Linked DNA regions of Neogale vison: region 1 is linked to region 2. The links are chromatin contacts, called in public Hi-C maps. All regions are on one chromosome and are shown on one strand. The core of a region is the stretch at or near the end of the contact, and the rest is flanking DNA. Distances in the headings are between cores, read along the strand shown.

The links. Hi-C and Micro-C count contacts between places; a contact is called where the count stands out from the background.
Region 1: a contact with region 2 is called in a Hi-C map of tongue, with 3 times the contacts expected there. The contact joins the enhancer-like site here to the promoter of ATP5MC2 in region 2. A contact is called at or near these places in 3 of 3 Hi-C or Micro-C datasets (fibroblasts, muscle and tongue).

Annotation. Positions count from the first base shown.
Region 1 is chr12:100,114,086-100,120,616 of ASM_NN_V1, reverse strand. LOC122891894 (cyclic AMP-dependent transcription factor ATF-7) reads right to left here. Exons shown (of 12, transcript XM_044227923.1): 3 at 4,522-4,618. Among named protein-coding and RNA genes, the nearest start is that of TARBP2, 37 kb to the left of the region's middle. Within about 2 kb of position 5,261, the one cell type or tissue checked has open chromatin away from gene starts, as enhancers often do. A contact at or near this core is called in fibroblasts, where this site is marked.
Region 2 is chr12:99,997,836-100,004,093 of ASM_NN_V1, reverse strand. ATP5MC2 (ATP synthase F(0) complex subunit C2, mitochondrial) reads right to left here and starts at 3,574. Exons shown (of 5, transcript XM_044227479.1): 1 at 3,532-3,574; 2 at 62-131. The coding sequence starts at 100.

The sequences.
Region 1 (6,531 bases), core at 4,012-6,511, 110 kb before region 2:
AAATCTTTCCTCAACAGTGCCTTTGCCCCTGGGAAGAGGAAGGTGATCAGCAACCCGTGTAAACTTTACAAGCAACCTGAATTTTAGATTTGAGCTCCTCTCTCCCCATTCTGGTTTTCTAGTTTTTCTCTCTTAGTTCAGCTGAATCCTGTTCCCTGATCCAAACTTCTATTATGATGGTTTTCTTTGACATGCTAGTCCCCTCAGGGATTCATTACATACCCCAAACCGCTAAACTGAATGACAGAAATAGAACAATGTTTAAATGACATTTTAAGGAGTGAGACCTGGGAATAAAATTGTTCCTTTTAGCATGATCAATTGGAAATAGTCCACTGGGATTTTCCATGGAAACAGCAAAAAAATTTTTTTTTTAATTTAAACAAAACCTCTTCTGAATGAGAGTGTTTGGAAAAGTTACCACTACCTCCCAAAATAGTTTTAAAAGGTCCTCTGGCAGCTTTGGTTGGCCAATGATGAAGCCACTTTCCCTCCATCCCCGGGTGAATGGAGGTAATATCATCCTTTATGCTCAAAAGTACTTCAGTAAGGACACACACAAAAAATCACAAGTCAAGTGAAACAGGACAGACCAGCTAAGGGCATGGCGATGGCAGAAGAGGGCCTTTTGCTTCTCTGACCTGAGACTCATACAAGCTGCTCCCATTCCTGAACAAACAACCAAACAGCCAGAAAATACGTAAGACAACCTTTAGGGTGCTCTGATGATTCTAAAGGAATCAACAAGTGTTTACTGAATAGCCTTCTACATGTTTTGAAGCTATATGCATATACACTTGTGAGTAAATTTGGGGGAGAAGATGGTTACGAGTATAGGAGTTTTGCCAAATATAAGACATGGCTCTTGCCCTAGGGAACAGAGAAATGTTTTCTAGTCGAGGAAATAAACCAATATACATAGACAGCATCATAGTATACACAAAACTAGGCACCATGTGCAGTAGGGAATAAATTTGTTGTAGTAATTAAATAAAGACAAATTAATGACAGAAGAGTTAGGAGGTTTCAAGAGGTGGGACTTGAGCTGTGCCTTCAAGAATGGTTTTCACCAGGAGAAAGAAGAGAAGATTTGGAGGGTAAGAGGAGTAAGGCAGGTAAAGGCACGGGGAGAGACAGGGTATGGGACCACATAGACCACATATAGGTGAGGAGAAAAAGGTACGTCTAGGGTAAAGACTGGCTGTCAGTAGAGCCTGTGACTCTTGATCTAAGGTCATGAGCCCATGGGGTGCCTGGGTGGCTCAGTGGGTTAAGCTGCTGCCTTCGGCTCAGGTCATGATCTCAGGGTCCTGGGATCGAGTCCCGCGTCGGGCTCTCTGCTCAGCAGGGAGACTGCTCCCCTCTCTCTCACTCTCTGCCTGCCTTTCTGTCTACTTGTGATCTCTCTCTGTCAAATAAATAAATAAATTCATAAAAAAAAAAAAAATTTAAGGTCATGAGCCCAGGCCCCAAGTTCGGTGTGGAGTCAACTTCAAATGCAAAAAAAAAAAAAAAAAAAGAAAAGCCAGGTATATAAGTTGTATACAGAGTGGGGTAGGTATCATCAGGCTAGATTACAGAAAGCCCAAGAGTCCAAGTATAGCCTTGAGAGTAAAAGAAAATAGGAAGACTAGGACAGATTTTTTTAAAGATTTAATTAATTAATATACAGTGTATTATTAGTTTCGGAGGTAGAGTTCAGTGATTCATCAGTTGTATATACCACCCAGTGCTCATTACATCATTTGCCCTCCTTAATGCCCATCACCCAGTTATCCAATCCCTATCCACCTTCCCTCCAGCAACCCTCAGTTTGTTTCCTTCAATTAAGAGTCTCTTATAGCTTGAGATTCTTCTTCCTTTTTTTTTTTTCCCCACCTAAGAGCATTTTATTTAGAGGGAGAAGGTTTTTAGGGGTTTTATTGTGTGGTTTTTTTTTTAAGTGATAATTGTATCCCCAAGATGGGGTTTGAACTCAGGACCCTGAGATCAAGAGTCTCATGTTCCCCCAACTGAGCCAGAGAGCCAGGTACCCACATATTTTGAGCAAGCAGAAGAATTTAAGGAAGACTGACTTTTTTTTCTTTCTTTTTAAAAAGATTTTATTTATTTATTTGGGAGAGAGAGTAAGACAGAGAGCATGAGCAGGGGGCTGGGGGTGGAGAGGGAGAAGCAGGCTGTCTGCTGAGCAGAGAGCCTGACGTGGGACTCAATCCTAGGATTCTGGGAGCATGACTGGAGCCAAAAGCAGATGCTTAACCAACTGAGCCACCCAGGTGTCCCAAGACTGGGTTTTCAAGAGAATGCAAGAGGAGAACTAGAGACTGGTCAAGGGGACCAGCTTTGGAGAAACCCAAGCATAATGAGAGTAGTGGGAGGAACAGAACAGAGAGAATGTGAAGAAAGAATAAAACAACTCAAGATTTTTTTAATTTTTTAACAACTCAAAATTTTGAGACTACTGATATCACTGAATAACAAGGAGAAGGAGAAGGTCTAGGAGACAAGGAGAGAAGTTCAGAAATGGGGTGTGGCGGGACATGAAGATCTGAAGGACAGAAAGACAGCCAAGTAAGTGTTCAATAAGAGATTGAAATACATGTCGGACACAAAGTCTCAATTTAGAGAAATGAGAATTATCCTCCTCAACAGGATAACGAGTCATGTGCAATGGGATGAGCACTCCAGAACAGAATGCGAAGAGTAATAGGAAAACACTTTCTCTCCTTGGGACTATCCTGTATTGATTTCTCTCATCACTCCTATAGACTTGGCATAGAATTTCCCACCTTTGAAATAATCTTTCCAGGGGCGCCTGTGTGGCTCAGTGGGTTGGGTCTCTGCCTTCGGCTCAGGTCATGATCTCAGGTTCCTGGGACAGAGCCCCGCATCCAGCTCTCTGCTCAGCGGGGAGCCTGCTTCCCACTCTCTCTCTCTGCCTGCTTCTCTGCCTACTTGTGATCTCTTTCTCTCTCTCTCTCTCTCTCTGTCAAATAAATAAATAAAATCTTAAAAAAAAAAGAAATAATCTTTCCAAACTGATAATCTTGTCTCAAATGTACCTCTTTCATAAACTTTCTCTGATTAATCCCACTTAATATTCATTCTCTTAGTATTTATACTATTTGAATTATCACTTGTACTCGACTGCAAACTCTAAAATTTTTTTCATGTATGTGTGCCTTGACTTAATAAATTTAAGTATGTGTTACCTACATATACATATATTTTAAAGATTTTATTTATTTATTTGAGAGAGAGAGAGACAGTGAGCGAGACCATGAGAGGGGAGAAGGTCAGAGGGAGAAGCAGACTCCCCATGGAGCTGGGAGCCCGATGAGGGACTCGATCCCGGGCCTCCAGGATCGTGAACTGAGCTGAAGGCAGTTGCTTAACCAACTGAGCCACCCAGGTGCCCACCTACATATATTTTTATACTATATCCACTCTTCCCTAAGATTTCCTCCAGGTTTTCTTAAGGATCATCAATGACAATGTCCCCAACTCATCATGTCCTTTTCCAGGAATTATAATCTACAAATTCCTAGCAAAGTGGCTGGTGCATACAGTAGCTATTCATAAGTATTTGCTGAATTAATAAGGATTAGGAGATGTGTAAGGGCAAGTTCCTTTCTTCACATATAAAAACAAGGAGAATGAGGTTCTCTCTTTCCTTCACTATATCTTGGGTTGCATTTGGTTAGCAATATTTAGAAAAATCGTGTCTTATCTGAGTTATGTAATAACTATCAACTAAATCCCCTACTGGCTAATATTGCAGTAAGCCTGCTTAACTCAGGCTAAATTAGAACCTCTCACAGTATTGAAAGAAAAGGCCCACTTTGTTTTGTATGTCTGTCTAGCTGAAAATGTCACAGTAGAACTGCTGCACGATTTGCGAGCAGTTTCTGAGAATGCTCCCTAGAGCATGGCATACGTAAGCAAGACACTATCTAAAACAACCAGCAAGAGATTCCAGGTCACCCAGATTGGCTTAGAAAAGTCCCATTGACTAAATGTCTTGTTTGAGCTTTGGAAATGTGCCCTCAGGGCTGTCTGGGTTCACAAGCTAAGCTGAATTTACGAACTGACGATCTGCCTACTTGGGGGAAACTGACACCCAGTGGAAGAGAAGCAGCCAGGCTAAGTCGGCTTTCTTGCTTTCTTTTGTTCACCCCTTCACTGTGGGTAGGGAGAAATGTCAAAGGCATCTTTTGTCTGTAAATCTTCCAAAGTCTTAATAAAAAGAAGGCAAGGAGGGAATAGGCTGAAAAAAGCCAAGACAAAACCTCAACACACCTACCCTCAAAAACCGCAGAACCCAATCTTGTATTTAAAACAGAATGGAGGGCACAATAGAAACTTGGGAGCATTTAGTGTTCCTTTTTCCTGATTAAATGCAGATCACATAAGGGCTCTTAATGGAAAAAGGGGAGTAGAGCTCCCAGTACATCTGGTCCCTGGTATTAATCTTAACTGTCTGGTGATATCAAGGCACGTGGCTTCGGGGGCAGCAAGTACCTGCAATGATGACTGAGTCAGTTCGGGCTGGGCCAAATTTCAATGTCATCTCATGCTTGTGTTTATGAACTGCCAGGTGGTCCTCGTTTGTAAATCTCTGAAACGAAACAGAAACAGAGATGTGAAAAAAAAAAAAAAGAAAAGAAAAGCGATTCAGTGCCCTTTTAAAATGTCCTACCAAACATCCTGCAATAAGGATGGTCCCTGGACAGAGGGGCTGAAAGGGGAATGGGAAGGAGAAAAAATTGGAAGTGACGGAAAAGGAGAGGAGAGGGATTAAAGGAGAAAATGGGGAAGGGGGAAAAGAGGCACTAGAAAGCTATGCGGAGAGGAGAAGAGGAGGGCCGCAGCACCAACTGCTCTGCAGTATCAGGTCCAAATGAGAGAAGTGGACAGATTGCTGGTGAACTGGGTCCAGGCAGGAGGCTCCAAATGAAAAAAACATTTAGGCAAGGCTCGTGGCGAACAAGGGGGAAATAATTTTTAATAATAATAATAAAGAGGGAAGAAGGGAAAAGCTGGACACTCATTGGTCATCACAAAAATAGGAAATTCAGAATGAAGCTCTCCACAGTGGGGCTGAACTGGACTATTTATGAGGGGGCTAACAGGGAGATAAATTATGCAGGATTAGGAGAACCATTTAACTTCCTGGCCCCCACAGTGCTGCAGCAGGCGCCTGCCCAGCTATTTGGCTCAGGGTTTTAATGAGCCAGGATGGAGCCGTAGAGGACAGAGGCCCAATGGCCAGCAGTAATGGCACACACCAGCCCCATCGGCCAAATGCTGTCTCCCTTCATCGGGCAGCCCGCCTGGGCTCCGGCAGCCATAAAGGGGCCAGTGCAATGCTGCTGGCTATAGAATGACAGAATAAAAATGCAAGCAAAAAAATTTTTTTTAGGGTAGGGAGGACCCTGTAGGCAGGATGAGGGAAGGGAAAAGGAGATGGTGTAGAGGCTTTATTTATTTAGGGGTTTGGGTGAAAGGAAAATGAAAAGGTGAGGCTAGGTCAGCCTCAGTTACGACATATAAGACAGGGTTACTGGATAGTAATTCATGTTCCCACCCCTTCTTTAAAGCGGGGGAGGTGAAGAGAACAGATGAACAGCAGTAATTCAAAAGAATGATACCCTCAGAATTCCCTTTGAGGCTGGCTGGCCTGGTTCCTTCGTTAAAACATGCCTGCAACACAGGAACAGCTTGGATGCTGCAGCTTCCCTGAGCTCCCTCACCAGCGAGCCTCTGAAACATGTTTGTTTGTCTTTTTGTTTCTAAAAATGATGACTGGTTAGTCCCCTCCTTTTACTTTCCTCATGAGATACATACCCATTTCCCAGCAAATGCTATACCTTTAGCTCTTTTTTTCCACAGTGCTTCTTGACTGCAAACCAAATACACAGGAGCTAGCCCCACCCATCTCGGCTCCTATCCAGTCAAGAAAGTGACACTGAACTTCAGTTTAAGTTCCTTTATCTTACCTGGAAGTAGATACTGTCCCCAAATTTGCTCAGAGCCCTATCAGCACTAAAGCTAGCTTAAGGTGTAAAATCCTCCCAGGCTAGGACTCCAGGCCTGTAGGGAAAAGTGAATTTTCAATTAAGAGGATGAAGAACCAAAAAGTAAAACTGTCAAAAACACTGCCTTGGAGTGATTTCTGATGGATCCAGGATAAAACTGATGAAGTATGGGGGAATTTATCCAAGAACTTTAGTTTTCTCTATTGTTGGTTAACCACAGGCATCAACGGTTTCCTTCACAGATTTCTGCCTAAGGAAAAATGGCTGGGGCTAAGGGTGAAAAAAGGAAGAGAACAGTCTTTTAACCAGGGGTATGATATCTGTCGGTTAAATAAGTCACTCTTGAGGTTCTGAGCTTGCCTGGTATTTGGTAAAAGGAAATGAGCAGAATCTAGTCTACAACAAAGAAAAACCAACATTTTAGGAGAAGAGCAGTGGATCAGGCAGAGGTACAGAATTTCAAAACACTGGTAATGTTCTAACAATCTTTTCC
Region 2 (6,258 bases), core at 2,325-4,824:
GTGTGACAAGGAAGAAGCAAGATCCCCCTACTTAACTGTCTCAGAAAAGGCAGGCACTCACCAAGAACGGGGTGGAGACGAACTTTGCGCAGGCGTACATTTTCAGGGAATGAGGGGCTGTGGCAGGAGAGCTGAAAATTACAGAAGTAGAATTGTAAACGTTGTCCTTATTCATCAAAGGAGATCTTAATTAGCAGAAAAGGTGCTCTGGAAAATTTAAATGGCCCAGAGAGCAGAGTGAATGACCTCAAGTCATCAGCAGAGATGCAATCAAAACCTTAAAGTCAAGATTTCCTCCACACAGTTTCTAAGATTTCCTTATAATCAAGTTACTCCCACTAGTCTGTATAAGTAGCCACTTGGTCTCAACTTTAAGACCTGTATTCATTTCCACAGCTTGTAAGTTGGTGTCTTCAGAGAAGTTCCTGTGTCCCCAACCTAAGTCTTCCTCAGTTTCTATTCAAAAGGAACTCTTCTAGGGGCGCTTGGGTGGCCCAGTGGGTTAAAGCCTCTGTCTTCTGCTCGGGTCATGATCCCAGGGTCCTGGGATCAAGTCCCGCATCGGGCTCTCTGCTCAGCAGGGAGCCTGCTTCCTCCTCTCTCTCTGCCTGCCTGTCTGCCTACTTGTGATCTCTGTCTGTCAAATAAATAAATTAAAAAAACAAAAAACAAAACAAACAAAACAAAAGGAACTCTTCTAAGATTTCATTGTCCAAGATCGAAACAGCTGACCTTTAAAGACTCTTAAGAGTTGTTTGTTGAAGTTCAAGACCCTGGAAGGATCTCCAATCTCTTTTTACTGAACCTAGTTACCTGGAAGTTATTGGGTTCCTCAAAACACTTCAATTTCCTACATTAATTAAAAGAGTGAGGCAGATCAGTGAGGAATCCTCCCATTATCCTAGTTAGCCATGATTGTTATTCATTTTCACCACCACCCAAGTGGCATTCAATTTTGTATGCTTAAGATCTAAAACAAATGCTGACACCCTACAGATAGTCCCTAAGTTTGCAGAAATGAAGTTATTTAAGAGAAAAGTGGTTGAGTTAAAGACCTACAGAAAGATTTCCCTGAGAGGCCCACAAGAACTAGTTACTTGAGGGTAGGGATGATCTATATATTAAAAACGCATATTCAAAAAAAACAAATAAAATAAATGCATATTCGAAAAATTCTGCATACTCGGGTCCCACTTTAGACTGTCCTGATCATGATCTTGGGTATAAGGCCCAAGTGTCCTATTACTTCAAACAAGCTTCTCAAGTGATTGTCAGGTACACTGAGAGCAAGGTCTTAAAACCACTAACGATGGTAGTGGTAGTCAGGACTTGACATTTTCTCACACTTAAGTTAATGCTTCCTAATATGCTATAGGTTGAAATACTCAGGGGTTACTTAAAACCTGTTAAATAACACTTCCTTAAATGAGTTGTACTCAAAATTTTTCCACATACCCTTCTGAATCCAGAATCAGTCACTTTTAAATTAATCGGTGGCTTCAACTCTTGTCCTGTCTCCAACTGCCCATACATAACTCTAACCCAATTTTGCAGCAGACTATAAAGGTTTTCTTTGGTCAAAATCCAAAATTTCCCTAAAGCTTAAAAAAAAGGAGGACGGGGGGTGGGGTGAATCAGTCAGTTGAGTGCTCCACTCTTGGTCTGGGTTCAAGTCACTCTCTCAGGGTCATGGGACTGAGCCCCACAAGGGGCTCTGAGCTCAGGGATGAGTCTGCTTAAGATTCTTTTCCTCTTCCTCTCACTCCCCACCCATGCTCTAATAAATAAAATCTTTAAAAGAAAAAAAAAGAGAGAGAGCGAGAGCCAAACTCTGTAGAGAATCTAAATGTCCATCAACAGATGAATGGATAAAGAAAATGTGTATATATAAAATGGAATACTATGCAGCCATCAAAAGAAATGAAATCTTGCCTTTTACAACCACGTGAATGGAATTAGAGGGTATTATGCTGAGCGAAGTAAGTCAATCAGAGAAAGACAATTATATGATCTTCCTGATATGAAGAATTTGAGAGGTAAGGTGGTGGGGTTGGGGAATAGGGAAGGAAAAAATGAAACAAGATGGGATCAGGAGGGAGAAAAACCGTAAGAGACTCTTAATCTCACAAAACAAACAGGGTTGCTGGGGGAAGGGGGACAGGGAGAGGGTGGGTGGGTTATGGACACTGGGGAGGGTATGTGCTATGGTGAGTGCTGTGAAGTGTGTAAACGTGGCGATTCACAGACCTGTACCCCTGGGACTAATAATACATTATATGTTAATAAAAAATAAAAAATTAAAAAAAAAAGAGCACTAGGCACCTGGCTGACTGTCAGTATGGCATGCAACTCCTGCATTTTGAATTCGAGCCCCACCTTGGGTGTAGAGTTTGCTTAACATGTAATAAATAAATAAGTAAATAAATACGGTTTTCCCCCCAAGGCAATTACACCTCAACATCATCATACAGAACATAGTTGTGGGGCGTAAATTAAGTAACATGTAGTTTAATGTGGTGCTGACATGTAACAAATCCACAAAAAAGAGTGGCAATTACGGGAGACTGCATGAAGTGCTGATGTCTCCACTGGTCACCTAACCGCGGCAAATCTGCAGTTGCTAGCCTACAACACTCCAGACGACAGCATCATCCAGAATCAGTGGGCCTAAATCATCACAGTTTTATTCTTCCGTGATCAGTCAGAGTTAGAGAGGGCTGTTGACTTAACCACTCCTTTCCTTAAACCTTCTTTTCCCTCACAAGAGGAGAGTGTGGGGACTCAGTATACCCTTGACAGAAAAGCTGGCAGGAGAAGACCACCGATGGGCCCCCCACTACTCTTTCAGGCCTGCTGCCTTTAATAGAAAAACCTTGCTATTAGCCCACCACTTCCGTTTTTTCCAACTTCTCTTGGATGGAGGAAGAGAACGGTATTGCAAGACAACCAATGGTTCCAAAGAAACTGGTTTCTCTTCTCTGCCACAGCTCTCCTAGGCCACGGTTTGAATGGAGAGGGTGTTTTGGCTCTTTGTTCTACCGTGTCCACGATTACTTTTAAAAGACTATCAGCTATCTCCATTGCTTGAGGCAGCTGAGGTCCTGAGGCCAAGTCTGGAGGTTGCCCGATAAGGAGACAACGAGTCAGGATAAGAAGAAAAAACTGAAACAGGAAGGGAGAGTATGGGGTTTGTGACAACTCTGAATAGACAAGAGGGAGAAAAGAACCTCTGCAAGAACCGCGTGGAACAGGTGAAAAGAGCGTTCTGGGATTTGACTTTCGCCAGCTACAGAGCGCTCTTCCCTCCCTCCCCCCTCCCACGAGACATCCAAGATGGCGCCAGGCCCGCGCGGTTGGAGGTCACCGGCACGCGGAAGGGGCAGCCCTAAGGCGCGGGAATACCAGGAACATGGGAGGGCGTGAGGACCAGGGTGGGCGCATGCAAGGTAAGGGCCTCAAAGGACTCGTGCGAGGTAGGGTGTTCCGCGCGCGTGCGCGGCGCATCGCGGGCGCGAGGGCCCAAAGCCTTACCTGCTCCCAGGGCCGAGGAGACAGAGAGGGCGGGGGGAGGGTCGGGGGGGGCGGGAAGAGCAAAAGGGAGGCTCAGCGCATGCGCGGCCCGGACCAACGAGACGCTCTACTAAGGATAGAGTGATTGCAACGTTGAGGGTCGGCCCAGGCGCCACAGCGCCGCCTGCCAGCTTTGTGGCGGCATTCGGCCAGTTGCTCCACCTGGTGTTTGAGAGGAGAAACTGCAGGCAGAGCCGACCCTGTGCAGAAATGAGGACGACTCTCCGGTGTAAACCGATCCGTAACGTGGCCTGCGGTTTGGTCCGCTCAGCGTTTGGGATCGTGTACCCTTTCCCAGCATGTGCAGTCACATTGCCAACCCCAACCTCCCAACCCCCCCCACACACCAGAAATTCAGTGTTAAATAACATACATCGAGATGGGGGGGGTCCTGTGCACAAAATGTAGCAGAAGGAAAATTAAAAGTCATGGCACTCCTGCCTTCTGTCGCCCAGGGACCCTGACCTTATGGACTGGAAACCCGTTCAGTGGGCGAATAGTGAGCAAAATGCCCCAGCTGCTTGTGGTGGCCTCACCTTTATTTCCCTCTCTTTCTTATTCTAGTGATCAGCCAGAATGAGGAAACCAGCATCACCGAACCAGAAGATAGGGGCTAATGATGATTGTGACTCAAGCGCCCTGACACTAAGCCTTCTCTCCGGAGTCCTGAGACAGTCAAGGAATAGTGGGCACCAGGGACCTGTAGTGAGGTTGTGAGGTCACCGCAGGCATGCCCCTGCCTCTGCCCAGACTCCATCTGTGGGAGTTGAGATAAGCCGTCCTCCCACAAGGTGCTCTCATGGAAGCCCTTCGGCTTCTCCTTCGTGCCCTTTGGCTCTTCCTTTCCCGGATGGAAAGCAGTGGGGGTGGGGGAATCCTGGCCCTCATCCCAACCTCTAGGCCTCTTTGTCTCCCAAGACAGGCGACGAGCCGCTCCGTTGGAAGGAAGGCGACAAGGCCTATCCACTTCCCCTCATGTCCAAACCCCAGCCATCCAGGCATCGTGCTTGAACGCGGCTCGAGAAGGACGGGGAAAGCTCACCAAACCCCCATAAAAAATAAAAAATAAAAAGAAAGCCGCGGCTGTAAATAAAGCCAAATCCGCCACCCTCTGAGGGGCCGTTTGTCCTCCCCTCCTTGGCCCCGTCCTTCCCGCCGCCCCCTCCCGGCTCCTGGGCCCCGCGGCGCCCCGGCCCCGAGCTCCTCCATTTAATCGGATTTGGGAGAAGGGGAGGATAAATCACGGCAGCAGCTTTACGGTCCCGGAGGAGAGGCGAGCCGCAGCCAGGCACACCCCGGCCGGCGATAAAAACCGCCGCTGAAAGCCCACGGAGCAATTTCCCGGGACCCCGAGCGACGCCATTACAGGAATGTAATTTTGCCCGGATGAGGCCCCGAGTTTAATTATCCTCGCGGAGGAATTTCAATGCGGCCAATCCATCTTGCAGGCGGGCGGCAGAGGGATTTATATGGGCCCGTTATTTCACACCGATCCTCCATCTGCATTTTTATGGCCCTGAGCTCCTGAAAGGGAGGGGAAGGAGTGGGGAGAAATCGGAGACGCGGGTGAGGAGAGAAGGGTGGGGGACCTCCCGCCTTTCCTAAATCCACGATTCCAGCTCGGTGAGGATTCTCGCTGGTTTCCCGGAAATTCCCAAATATCCCTTCAGTTCCAGTTGTTGACTCGAGGTGGGGAGGGGGGTGGAATAGGTGAAGAAAGGAGCTGGGATCGTTGGGAGGCAATCAACAGGTATTTACCAAGTACCAAGCGGTGCCAGGCAGGTATAAGGTGCTGTGAGGGGGAAGGGGAAGCCGGGCGGGCAAGGATATCCCCTAAGGGCCCCGCACACCCCCGCTCTCCCGCACACCCCCCCTCCGAATTCTTTTCAGCTCTCGGCTTCGCGGCCTCCCAGGCAAAAAAAAGTCCGCAGTTCTTAGGCGCCACCGCCAAACCGCTGTAGCTGTTTGTTGCGACAGTTTAGACCCCCTCTTGGATATCACGAACTATCCCAAAGGAGATTTGGAGAAGGGGCCCCTGAGGAAGCTGAAGTTGTTAAAGCCTGTGGCGTTTAATTCTCCCTTACCCCCCTCCCCCATTCGGTGCTGGGCTCTGGATTCACACCAGCCTGGGTTCCTAGATCGCTGTGACCTTGGGGAAGCTGTTTAACCCCTCTAAATCGATTTCTTGCTATGCACATTTGGAGTAATAATAGTGCTTACCCCACAGCGAATATTGGGATAATATATGTGAAGCTTTTAGCAAAGTACTTGGAACTCAGTCAGAGTTCAATAAATGATAGTAATAATAATACCAGTTATTGTTATTGTTGCGATTATCATTACAGCTGAAAGCATTGCAATTCGGATTCTGCACTGCTTCCTGGAGACTTGATTGGAAGATCCCTGCAGTGGTATCTCCTGAGACTCAACTATGACATACTGAACTTTTTCACCCTCATAAATCATACAAAACAGGTTCTTTGACAGGTCGGTGGATAGAGAGATCTGTGGGGGAGGACTGGAGTCCGGGAGGCTGGCTATTGTGGCCAGGCCTGAAGTCAGAAATTAAATCAGTAGGGGAACAGTGAGATTGCAGAAACTGGCTAAGGTATGTGAGAGAGGGGTGAATTGGAAGACAGCAAAAGAGAGTTAGGGAAGGGCCTTAGGGATCTTTTTGACTTGGTTTGG